Linked DNA regions of Triticum aestivum: region 2 is linked to region 1. Evidence: chromatin contacts called from public HiCAR-type data. All regions are on one chromosome and are shown on one strand. The core of a region is the stretch at or near the end of the contact, and the rest is flanking DNA. Distances in the headings are between cores, read along the strand shown.

Region 1 (6,454 bases), core at 2,344-4,843:
TGAGAGATTGCGGCATTTCAAATTCAAAAAAATGTCAACCAAATCAGGTGTAGCAATGCTACTGCTTTTCTTTAAAAAATCTGGAAGACCCGTCCTTATAGCAACAAGTATCTCCAACAGCACCCGTGGACACCTTTGCAGTATTTCACTATTCAAGTCTGATCGTTTTTTAAGTGCCTCCTGCAACGCTACTATTTGTCCTCTTTTATCAGCATTAATTATGATCTCAGAAATGGCCTCCCTCAAATATGCTCTAGAATTGCCTGTCATCTCTTGAAGCATCCTTCCTGTATAATTCAGAGGGTCTGAAACAATCTTGGAAATAACCCTCTCAACAACACCAGCACCATTCAGAACAAGCTGTTCCTCATGCTGTAGCTCACCCCTTGAAAGACTGCTGCTACTTCTCTCTCTTGTGAGCTGCCTTCTATGTCTACTATGTCCCAATCCAGCATCAAGCGAACCATGATTATGTGCTGTCGACAGGACTGGCGATAGCCCATTGTTCTGCATGTTCACACCAACCAAAGTGGTATCTGACAAATGACCATTTTGGAGTGCTTTCTGAAGTAGCGGGGTAGGGTTCCCTTTCTCGGTAGATATGTTTGACGACAACTCTACTTGCCATCCTGTGCTGTTGCTCACCTGATCAACTCCTTGAAACAAAGGTTTACTGCCTACTGAGTGCTCACAATTGTCCAATGACCGTTGAGTATGTGAGAAACTAGGGTTGCGAACAAATGCTTGAGAATTGGTCAATGATACAGAAGCTGTTATTCCATCTGAATTTGTGCAGAATGATGATGATGACGACGACAACTGAGAGCATGGTCCATGGGCTACAGAATCAGGTCCGGGAACAGAACTTCTGAATTCAGGATCGTGTAAACCACCTGACAAGCTTAGTGAAAGATCGAGTCTCCCTATCTTGAGTGTGTCATCTTCCTGCTTTACGGAAGTAGTGCTTGTAGATTTCCATGCTTCTTTTTGGTCTGTGTCAGGCTGCAATCCTATGTCAAAACCTCTCCCCGCTAAAGTACCACCACCTGCCTTATTAAGGACATCAAATGCTATACCCTTTCCTTTATCTTCAGCCCTTGGCTTCTCCATAATCAGATCCAAAGTCGTGTCCTCTTCCTCAGTATCCTTAATATGGTCCTTGGGTGGTTGAAGGAAAGCACCAGTACCTGCAAGTTTGGCCTCCAGATCAACATGTATTACTTGTTTCGCAACGATTTCATTCTCAACCGCTGCTTCTTTTTCTTCTACAACTTCAGTTTTGTCAAGCGCAACTCTATTTTCACAACCGTACCTCTCGAGTCCCTCTTCCACTGGCTGGGATGCGATAGATTCAGTTGTTTCATCAATCTTCTTGTCTCCAACATTTCCTATTTCAGTTTCTTTAATTTCTTGAGACTCTTGGCAGAGAGAAGTCATGACATCTTCCTGGAGCATAGTAGATGAGCTGCTCTTTCCAGCTATGTCAAGCGCATTGGCAGATAGTTCTTTCGTGGTTACTGTCTCATGCATTGCTTCCTCCAGCATAACGGATGAATTGCTATCTCCTAGCAAATTAATGGTATTAGCAGTTAGCGGTGTGTCCTCTTCATGAACCGCTTCCTTCGGCATACTGAAAGAACTGACCTCTTTCGGCGCATCTGTAATATTGGCAGCTACATCTACATATTTCACTTCCTCCTGCGTCGCCCCCTGCAGGATACTGGACGAAGCGCAATATCCAACATCGCCACCGGCATTGATGTTTCCATCTGTTGCTTCTTTAGGAAGAACTTTCTGCAGCGTAGTCGATGAACTGCCAATCCAAACAATATCATCGTCACTAGCAGTCTCACCTAATGCCATTACTACATCCTGCAGTGATTCTTTTTGTGTGCTGGATGAAGTGCCCTTCCCAACATCATTGACAGCAATGGCAGTTTCAACTTGTGTTGTCACTTCTTCCATGGTAGCCTCCTTGAGGATACCAGATGAAGTGCTCTGCCCACCCACATGAGCAGCATTGGCACCATCTTGTCGTGTAACGACTTCCTCATGCCGCGCTTCCAGCTGCATAGCGGAGGAAGTGCTCTCTCCACCTTGATCAACGGCACTGGCAGCTCCATCTCCTCCACACACTTTCTCCGTGACATCCGATGCTGATTTCTCATGCTGTGCGTTTGCTACTTTCTCTGTGACAACCGATGCTGATTTCTCATGCTGTGCGTTTGCTACTTTCTCTGTGACAACCGATGCTGATTTCTCATGCTGTGTGTTTGATACTTTCCCCGTGACATCCGATGCTGATTTCTCATGCTGTGTGTTTGCTACTTTCCCTGTGACATCTGATGCTGATTTCTCATGCTGCGTGGTTGTTACTTTCCCTGCTTCTGCAACTGCATCATCGCTGATCTTCCCTTTCTCCTTCCCCGAGTTGTCGGCAGCTTGAGTTCTCAAATCCACTCTTAGTCTTGGCCCAGGTGAATCCACTTTCTTTAACTCGCATCTCTTGCTAGTTCCCTTGTCATCAGGACGGCCTGAGTCAACCCACTTCTGATGCTCCGCGACGGCAGGCGGAGGCGGGGCTTTGGCGTCCGGATCTGGCGCGACTTCCCCTTCCTCGATCTCACCGGCGCCGCAGTTGTGCTTCCTCAACTTGTCCCCCTTGGGACCATCTATCCTCCTCCTGGGCTCACTAGGAGACCGGCGAGGGGGCGTAGGCGGCGACGGCGCCTGCCGCCTGGTGGCAGACTTGTGGCCGTCCAAGCCGTGCGGATCCCTCCAGGGGCCACCGGGACGGCGCCACGCCGAGCCGCCGCCGCCGCCGCTGCCGCTGCCGCTCGCGTCCCAGCGCGACGACCGGTCGCGGTCGGCGCGGAAGCCCTTGGGGAACTCGCGGCGGAAGCCGGAGAAGCTCTCGGAGCGGTGCATCGCGCGGTCCCCGCCATAGCCCCGCGGCGAGGGGGAGTCCCGGTAGCGGTGGTCGTAGAACCTGCCGCCGCCGAAGCCGGCCCGGCGGTCGAACTCGTCGCTCTCGTACTCCGCGGGGCGGCGGCGCGGCGACGGCGGCCCCCCGCGGTCGTAGAACCTCCGCCTGTCGCCGTCCGGGTCGTCGTCGTCGACGTAGGACGACCGCTGGCGCTTCATGCCAGATCGGCCCGCCGAGGAGGGCGGGGGGGCTGCCGCCGAGGGGGAAAGATAAGGAAGGAGCGGGTGGGGGCGTACGGGCGAATGCGTGCGCGGGGTGGCCGCTGCTGCTCGCGCTTGCGTCCGTCCGGCTCACTCCTCCCCTCTTCCTCCCTCGCTCGCTCCCGGCCACTCCCCTCGCCTCCTGGTCGCGGTCAACGGGCGTCACCCAGATTTGGACCCGGGTCTCACAGCCGGCCGCCCCTGCTTACTCCTCTCTCTTTTTTTTACCGCCGACGGACGGAGCGCGGTGCAGGAGGCCCGTGGGAGTCGCTCGGCCGGGGCCCGCCTTCGTAGATGGCAGTGAGCGCAGCGGATCCGGGGCCGAACAGGGGACGCGAGGCCGGGCGTCGTGGCGCGGTGGCGCGTGGCCAACGGCGGTGGTGGACTCGTGGGGGTGGATGTGGTGGGGTGGGTGGCGCGCTGGGGATGCGGCTGGGTCGTGTCGTGGAGGCCTCAGGGTGGCGTGGTGCGGTGGTCTGATCCCTGATGTGTGAGCCGGAAAGGTCAGCTTTTGACTGGCGTTTGCGTGCGGAGGATAGCATGGGCATCAGCGTCTCCGTCTCCCGACCCCCGCGCTGGTGACTTGTCCCGTCGTCCCCGCAAATCCAGATTCCAGTGGAGCGGAGCCAATCGGCCGAGTGGAGCTCTGCCGCAGACTCCGATTTGATTCGAAGGGAAAATGGAGTCCCAAATGTTGCGTGCTTCTCCCTCCTTTGCAGCCAGCAGATTTCTGAATTTATTAATAAAACGGGTTCCTGATTTTCTTTTTCAAGGTGAGAGCAACTGCGGAGGCCGGAGTTTACCAATTGGCCATTGTCAATTGCTTGACGAAAACAACAAGCCACCAGTTTTTCCTCCGTCGGGGCTAGTAGAAGCTGACTACTCATCCACTAGTTTATTCTCCAAAGTTTGCTTGCATTCGGGATTACAGGTTCTCTGTTTTTTTCTTTAAAACACTACCAGTGGATGTTGAATATGTAATGAAATATTCCGTCATCCTTAGAGCACCTCAACCCCCCCCCCCCCCCCGCCCCCCTCATACGTCCGGGCGGATCGGTGGTCGATAAAAAAAGTCGACCACACGGGCACCTCAAAACATCCTCAAACGTCCGAGCTGATCGGCACCCTTATATGCAACTCAAATGTAGGGCGGATACAGGGAGGCCCGGCCGTGATCGGGCACATCCGTTGACGGTGCAAAATACTGTCACATCCCTCGGTAGGGGTCCAAGCGTAGCTGGAAGTCATGAATCGGAGGTCACACGAGGAGTTTATACAGGTTCGGGCCTCCCGAGAGTAATACCCTACGTCCTGCTGGTTTTGATGATTGATAATGGAGGGATACCTCATGCGGGATTACAATGGTGAATGAGATTGCTATCGAGAGTTTCCTATATGTGGATAGATGATGAATGAGGACCCTACCCCTCCCTTTGTATAGGCAAGAGAGGTCTAGGGTTTACATGGCAGATGCAATCTGGGGCGCTGCTGCCCTCTAGTCTTGAAGATCATGAACGCTGTCTTCGCCTCCTAGGGTTTGCTCCTTTTATTGGGCCTAGCAACCCCCTTGTGGTCGATGAGGCCGGTGTTGGGGAACGTAGCAGAAATTCAAAATTTTCCTACGTGTCACCAAGATCTATCTATGGAGAGACCAGCAACGAGTAGAAAGAGAGTGCATCTACATACCCTTGTAGATCGCTAAGCGGAAGCGTTCAAGTGAACGGGGTTGATGGAGTCGTACTCGTCGTGATTCAAATCACCGATGATCCTAGTGCCGAACGGACGGCACCTCCGCGTTCAACACACGTACAGCCCGGTGACGTCTCCCACGCCTTGATCCAGCAAGGAGAGAGGGAGAGGTTGAGGAAGACTCCATCCAGCAGCAGCACAACGGCGTGGTGGTGGTGGAGGAGCGTGGCAATCCTGCAGGGCTTCGCCAAGCACCACGGGAGAGGAGGAGTACTGGAGAGAGGGAGGGCTGCGCCAGAACTTCGTGTATAGCTCCCATGCGCCTCCCCACTATATATAGGGGTGGAGGGGCTGGTTTCTTGCCCTCCAAGTCCATTGGGGCGTTGGCCAAGGTGGGAGGAAAGAAATCTCATTATTTCCTTCCCCACCGATTGTTATCCCCCCTTTTTAGGGATCTTGATCTTATCCCTTCGGGATATGATCTTATTCCTTCTAAGGGGGGATCTTGGTGCGCCTTGACCAGGGGTGTGGGGCCTTGCCCCCACTACCCACGTCCATGTGGGTCCCCCCATGCAGGTGGGCCCCACTCCGGAACCTTCTAGAACCTTCCCGGTACAATACCGAAAAATCCCGAACATTTTCCGGTGGCCAAAATAGGACTTCCCATATATAAATCTTTACCTCCGGACCATTCCGGAACTCCTCGTGACGTCCGGGATCTCATCCGGGACTCCGAACAACATTCGGTAACCACATACAAACTTCCTTTATAACCCTAGCGTCATCGAACCTTAAGTGTGTAGACCCTACGGGTTCGGGAGACATGTAGACATGACCGAGACGTTCTCCGGTCAATAACCAACAGCGGGATCTGGATACCCATGATGGCTCCCACATGTTCCACGATGATCTCATCGGATGAACCACGATGTCAAGGACTTAATCAATCCCGTATTCAATTCCCTTTGTCTATCGGTATGTTACTTGCCCGAGATTCGATCGTCGGTATCCAATACCTTGTTCAATCTCGTTACCGGCAAGTCACTTTACTCGTTCCGTAACACATCATCCCGTGATCAACTCCTTGGTCACATTGCGCATATGATGATGTCCTACCGAGTGGGCCCAGAGATACCTCTCCGTTTACACGGAGTGACAAATCCCAGTCTCGATCCGCATAAAACAATAGATACTTTCGGAGATACCTGTAGTGCACCTTTATAGTCACCCAGTTACGTTGTGACGTTTGATACACCCAAAGCACTCCTACGGTATCCAGGAGTTACACGCTCTCATGGTCGAAGGAAGAGATACTTGACATTGGCAAAGCTCTAGCAAATGAACTACACGATCTTTTGTGCTAGTCTTAGGATTGGGTCTTGTCCATCACATCATTCTCCTAATGATGTGATCCCGTTATCAACGACATCCAATGTCCATAGCCAGGAAACCATGACTATCTGTTGATCACAACGAGCTAGTCAACTAGAGGCTCACTAGGGACATATTGTGGTCTATGTATTCACACGTGTATTACGATTTCCGGATAATACAGTTATAGCATGAATAAAAGACAATT
Region 2 (6,454 bases), core at 2,881-5,380, 260 kb after region 1:
CCCTTATCGCCACATCGATAACAAAGCATTCTTTCCTTTTTCTTAGCAAACTTTGCAGCCCTGTCCACCTCAGATCTGTCAGAGCCCTCCACCGACATAGCCTGAGTATCGACCTCAACCGGAACCTCGACAGCTGCCAGTTCCGTCACCACATCCATAGCCTGGCAAGACAAGTCTGTCTCCTCAGCAAAAGCGTCGACCACCGTCTCAACCGAAGTATGATGTTGCCTTGGACGGTACCGACCCCCTCGGCCTCCTCGGCCACGATTGCCACGGAAACCGCCTCGGTTACGATGAGCCGGCCCAGCAGCCCCTTCGACAAAACCGCCTGGCGGCCCCAAGAAAGGCCTCTCAGCAGAACCATCACTCTGCCAGGCATACCCCCGTCCGCCACCCGTAGACGAGGATCCCCGGTGTTGTCCATCTTCATACACATTGTAACCATTGTCACCCCACTGAGCCTGCTGCAACACTGGCGTCGCTGCGTCATTGACCTGCCGAGCCACAAAGTGCGGCGGTCTAGCTCCCACCTGCGATGCCACGGGGTGCTGGCCATGAGCACCCGGAGGCGGAGGCCTTGCTACCAGTGTACCTCGGCCCGCGGCAACTCCAGGCGTCGGCAACGTCGGCCTAGGACCACCTCGTCCCGCAGCCATCATCACCGGCGCCGCCGGGCGAGAACCAGCCGGAGCAGCCACCCCGCGGCCAGCCGGAGCGGTCTTAGTGGCCCCGCCCACTTGTGCCCGTTGGCCGCCTACGACCGTCCCCGGACGGCCCGCACCAGGACCCGCTCGCAGAGGCGGCGGCGCCCCTCCACTGCCGGCAGCAAGCGGCACACCGGCGCCGCCGCCACCCGTCCCCGCAGGGGCGCCGCCTCCGCCGCGCCCAACAGCCAGCGCCTGCGTAGGCCTTCCGCGGCCCGCAGCGCCCGGAGGCATCCCACTAGCAGCAGGGACTCCACGACCCGCCATCGCCTGGAGAGGAGGGATACGAGGAGCACGCCCTCCGCCGCGATCAGCAAAGCACGGTCGTCTGCCTCCGTTACGAACCCTAGTTGGAACCGGACGTCCGCATGGGGGTGTAGTCGTAGGATGTAGATCGCCTCGGGCCTCATACCCTGCGTCCACAAGCCCACACGCCATCGTGGCCGGTTCACTCAGAACCGGCCCACCCACCGACAAGCCCGACTTGCGGCCCAACAACTCATTCAAACGAGCGACGCGGTGATTACGGATCACAGCGCTGCGGTCGATCGCCGGCGCCGGCACCATGGCCGCCGACGATCGCCGAGCCTTCTTTCCCTTAACTAACTTCCATGAATTCTAGTAATGAAATCAGCTAGAATCGGTTTAGGAAGACAAACCTTAGGACTCGGTCCTTCCACGGCCGGCTCGCCGCAGCCGAAGTCCGGCGATGTACTATGCGCCGAAGAACCTCGAGTTTATCTTCCGATCGTAGCCCTTGCCGCGCCGGATCGTCGAGTGGCACCACTCCATCACCAATCGCCGCGACCTCATCTTGAGAGTAACCCTGATCGAAGGCCTCGCAAATGATCGACGAAGGCGTCGGTGAATATTCCGGCGAGTCTCCGGCATCGTCGTCGTCCACGAGCGTCACCTCATCATCCTCATCAGCCAATACCCAAAAGCGCCCCCCGAACCGCGGCTTCGAGGGCTTTGGCTCTTCCGTGAGATCGATCAAGTCAATGTGATCAAGAGTCTCCGGTTCCTCCTGCACACGCGAATGAACGGTAACATCGAAAATATCAATGAGCAACCGCGTACCTTCATTAATCTTCTCATCAGCTTTGAGATACTCCCCTCCGAGAATGTCACCAGCCAGATCGCACACCACCGTCCACCTCGAAGGGTAGTACGAGTAGAGAACTCCCTCCGATCTACGGCCGGCTTCCCGGACATCTTGGAAGAAAATTTTCCATTTGGCCGGATGGAGAAATCCCCCGATCTCCGCCGCAGTCTGCGAATCCGGCGATCCGCCGGTCTCAGGTGACCGCCCCGACAGCGGCGACTCCTCCCGAGCAGGCCGCGGCGGCGCCGTTCGCCCCGCCGGCGGCGGATCAGGAGGGGGCGGTAGGAGCGGAAGGAACGCAGCCCCCTCCTCTCCCATGTATTCACCTACTATAAAACCTGTGGCACTAACTAGATGATACCCGGCACCTCCGGGTCATTTGGTTCTCTAGAAGATCACCTCCACCACCTCATGTGGTGCTACTGTTTCCTCCTTTTCATATAGCTCATGAAAAAAGAGTTAGTCATGCCATAGATTCCCGAAGTACTTTCTACCCATACACCATTGCAGTCTTTCAGTCTAGTGATTGCATTCTTCTTCTTCCTCCAAGTAGACTTTCTCTGGAACCACTGAGTGTTACGGTCGCCACATTTCAGATAGGTAACTCTAGATCGTTGCCTCCACATGGTTTCCTCTCTCAGTAAAAGTTCGTCTAGTTCTTTTGACAATTCCTGAATCTTCTGTTGGTTTCCGGCCAAAGGTGGATAGCACCACAACTTGCTCAGCTTTTTCCTAATATCTGCAGCCTTCTTAGTAACTGAACCGAAATCACAATCAGCCCATTTCTGTAGTTCCTTTTGTACAAGTTTCAGTTTTGCGCCTACTTCATGCAGAGACTCAGCCGTACTGTTCTTACGCCAACACTCCTCAATAGTTGATTTTAGTGATCCCTCACGCTCCCACATTTGCTCATACCTGAACTGTTGCGGGCGTACCGGCCTCCATTCCTTTCTATTACCCAATCTCAGCAGCACCGGGAGATGGTCAGAGCGCGACGAACAAATATGTTCGACAGTTGCCTCCCTGAACATGTTCGACCATTCCGGGGTCGCCACCCCTCTGTCCAGGCGTGCGCGTACATTATCCCTGCCCCCTTGCTTATTGTTATACGTCCATGTCGGGCCTCTGAATCCCAGGTCAAATAAGTTACAGTCGGACAGAACCTTTCTGAAATTTCCCATATATTTCTCTGAACGTTTTGATTTAGAGAAGTGCTCTGACTGCCACATAGTTTCATGAAGTCTCCCAACATGAGCCATAGGACATCTGCAGAATCTTTAATTCTTCTTAGCAAGGTCCACATGAGGTGTCTCTCGTGAGCTTTCGGTTCACCATACACAAATGTGGCTCTCCACTGGACACTATGAGCATTTAACCGGATCAACACATCAATATACCTCGGTCCAACGGCGAGCTTTATTACTTCGATGCTTTCATCATAATAGAGTGCAATGTCGGCACCTTTCCCAGTGCCGGTTTGCGTGATACAATGCCGGAGACCTAGTCTCCATCTCAGGTTATTGACATACTTATTGCTCTGCCGAGTTTCGGAAATGAACACGAGCTTGGGCTTGTATGTGTGCACTAAGCACACTAGCTCTTGAACTGTCCGTGGCTGCCCGAGGCCCCGGCAGTTCCAGCTGATGATCCTCATGAGTCCTGACGGGCACCGCTATTAGCGCCCGTCAGTTTGCCGGTAGCCCCATGACCGGTCGCTTCCTGTCCTCCCAACGCACCATTGTCTCCACCATCCTCAGTTCCAGCAGCCCCTCTTGCTTTCTTCTTCTGTTCCCCTTTCTCTTTCTCAGACTTGTCCTCTGTACCTTTGCCATCCACAGTCCCACGAGCAGCTCTTTTACCCAGCACTGGTTCCCTCTCCTCAGCACCTTCCAATGCCTTGTTCTGAATTTTGCATTGACCATCCCGTTTCTCAAGCTTCTCTCTCTGAATTGTTCTAAGCTTGGGATTGGGTTCGGCTGGTGGGGTACTCCCCTTCTGCACCGCCACATTCCTACCTTCCTGATAGAGATCCAATGCACCCAGTCCAGGATCAGTGCCATTGTTATGTTGTTTTATTCTTTTATTCGTTGAACTCTTCTCTTTTGTCTTATTTATTTGAAGAAGAAAAAGCAGTAGAGTCCTGCTGTTTTCCTAAAAGAAGAAATCTAGTGTGATTTTGACCAAGTTGTACTGTACAAAATATCTCGAGAGTATGAGCTTGCTTGGGCCAACTGCCAGCCTGCTTGCCGCTAAATGACACACGTGGTTGTCACTGTCTTCCCTTCTCCTCCTCCCGTAGTCAGGAGCTACTTATCCTCTCGTGTTGGAAAACTCCACATAGACACCAATACACCATAGATCACACCTCTACTCCTCCTCCTCCTCAGGATCGCAGCCTCCATGCAATGGCTTCCCTTACCACCACCGCCGCCGCTCCACATCTCTCCCATGCCTTGAGACGACGGCGCAACGCCGCCGTGCCTAGGCGAAGGCCCTCCTTCCGCTGCCAAAACCGCCTTCCCACCGAGCCGCCGATCGGCGGCGACGGAGGAGGAGGAGGAGGAAAGAAGAGGGCGTGGTGGGTGACCATGGCCGAGAGGGCGCACAGCGGCGTGGTGAAGGCCGGGATGGACGTGCGGGAGAGCCTGAGCCCGAAGCAGAAGGGGGACTGGAAGGACGTGGCGCTCATGAGCCTCTCCTTCGCCGTCTACGTCTACATCCCCCAGAGGATCGTGTGCACATACTGCGCCTGGGTCTCCATGATCAATCACTAGCTCAAATTTCTAGATGTATAGTCAAATATTTAGCGCCAACAAAGCCTCTGATGCTATCATTGTACTTGTAGTTCATCACTCTAGATGATCTAAGAAACTTTTTCTCGTGCAAGACATGATTCTGAGTTGAGAAGTTGCATACCGTCAGATCTTGGAAGAAGCAGGAAACAAAATTGGCAATTAATCTCAGGAAAAAAGAGGCATTCGCCTTACATACACCTCTGACAGATCGCGCCTATTCCTCGACACTGTACTACGCAAAGTAACTCCGTCCCAGCTGAGCTCAGTGGCCACTCACCACTACAGACCTGACTGACGAGAAGTCAGTCGTGGTGATTACTTATTAGATTAGCAGTAGTAAATCACTTTATTAGAGGCTAAACTAAACTAAAGTGACAGAGTTCATCTCTCCCCACTCCCGCCGGAAACCTTGGTTCCGGAAGAGGATGGTCAGTGCTCACGGCTGCCGCCGCGGCAAGGCGATGTTGCCGATGTCCTGCAGCGGCGAGCGCCTCGGGATGACGCTGGGCGAGTGCTTCACGCGGCAGATCAGCACGTGCTTCTCCTTCTCCTTGCCGCCGTCCTGCTGCTGCTGCTGCGGTGGCCGGTGGTGGTGCTGAGCCTTGGCTGCCCGCGGGTTCTCCATCCTGCAAGCCTCAGACCATGCTCTGCTGGGCAGGTTTGGGGTGGGGAAATGGGACTTGAAGGTGTGCAGCTTGCCTTGCAGCTCCGAGACCTTCTTCTGAAGCTCTTCAGCATGCTGCTCCGACGCCTGCGCGCGTTGTTTCCACTCCAGCATCTGGTGAATGTTAACAAGAATTTTCTTCAGATAACAAGTTAACAACATCACTGGCTTTAATGTGAACATCTGAAAATGTGTAGGTCTGGATCACAAGCAATACGAAAGGGTGTGCTCAACTCATTCTGAAACTTTTATAAAAAATACTCAGTCAGAAACTGAGATTTGTCCAGAGCCATGAACATGTAGTCCATTCCAAATAAAACTGCAAAGCAGTGTGTCTGAACATGCACTGTATAGGAGTATATAAAGACTTGTTCGTCATTGGATTCTGACAGGTTTTCACTTTCAGTTTCAGAAAAAAATCAGCACCAACCGAAATTCAGTGAATTTCAGTTATTTTGGCTTGCGTTTCAGTCAAAAGACCAAAATGTTCACATGAATTCAATTAGATATTTGTTTAAAAAAAATCTGAATTCGTGTGTACTAGTGAAATTGCTGAAATATTGTGGCCGAAAGGTAAATATTTCAGTGACTGTTGAATTAATGAAATTCAGTGAATTTTATCGAAATTTCACTGAAAGTGAAAACCATCTGACACATTCACTGTTTTGTTTTCAGAGAGAAGTAACTCCAGAGTAAGAAATCAAGGTTGTAATCTTTAGGCGCAATAACAGAACTCCTACTTGAAATGAGTACTCTTTTGTTTCAGCCAATCGATACATCTTTCTCTGAATTCCAAAAGTGGATGCATGTAAGTGTCATTAGTAATGTAAAGGACGATGCAGTTACCAGAGCCTCAACAACGTAAAATTACTTTTGTAAACCCAAGAAGCATTTCTAGGTACTGAAGACGCAAAGCATAATTAGAGGCTACTGACCTCAGAATTCAAGGAACCAAGACTGATGTCAGACGCAATGGCACGGCGCTGCCATGTATCCCTGGAAGACTGCAGCTCCTGCATCTCCAGCCTGACCTGCTCCAGCATGTCCTGCATCTCAGTCCATTGCTCTGATTCCGCTCTCACTTGCTTCATTATCTTCCCCACAATCTCCTTGCAGTCGCAGCAGCTTCCAGAGCGCACCAACTTGCAGTCTTCAGCCACAATCTGCATGGGGAAAAGATTTTAGC

Evidence for each region. HiCAR-type assays count read pairs that join an accessible place to other places.
Region 2: a contact with region 1 is called in a HiCAR-type map of leaf, with 4 times the contacts expected there. The contact joins the promoter of LOC123085161 here to the promoter of LOC123085158 in region 1. A contact is called at or near these places in 1 of 5 Hi-C or Micro-C datasets (leaf) and 1 of 1 datasets of contacts at active chromatin or transcription factors (leaf).

The regions. Positions count from the first base shown.
Region 1 is chr4A:63,565,163-63,571,616 of IWGSC CS RefSeq v2.1, forward strand. LOC123085158 (protein OBERON 4) reads right to left here and starts at 3,594. Exons shown (of 3, transcript XM_044506759.1): 1 at 1-3,594. The coding sequence starts at 3,144.
Region 2 is chr4A:63,822,315-63,828,768 of IWGSC CS RefSeq v2.1, forward strand. LOC123085161 reads left to right here and starts at 4,131. Exons shown (of 1, transcript XM_044506762.1): 1 at 4,131-4,695. The coding sequence starts at 4,215. The coding sequence ends at 4,583. LOC123085160 reads right to left here. Exons shown (of 5, transcript XM_044506761.1): 4 at 6,204-6,431; 5 at 4,740-5,382. The coding sequence ends at 5,041.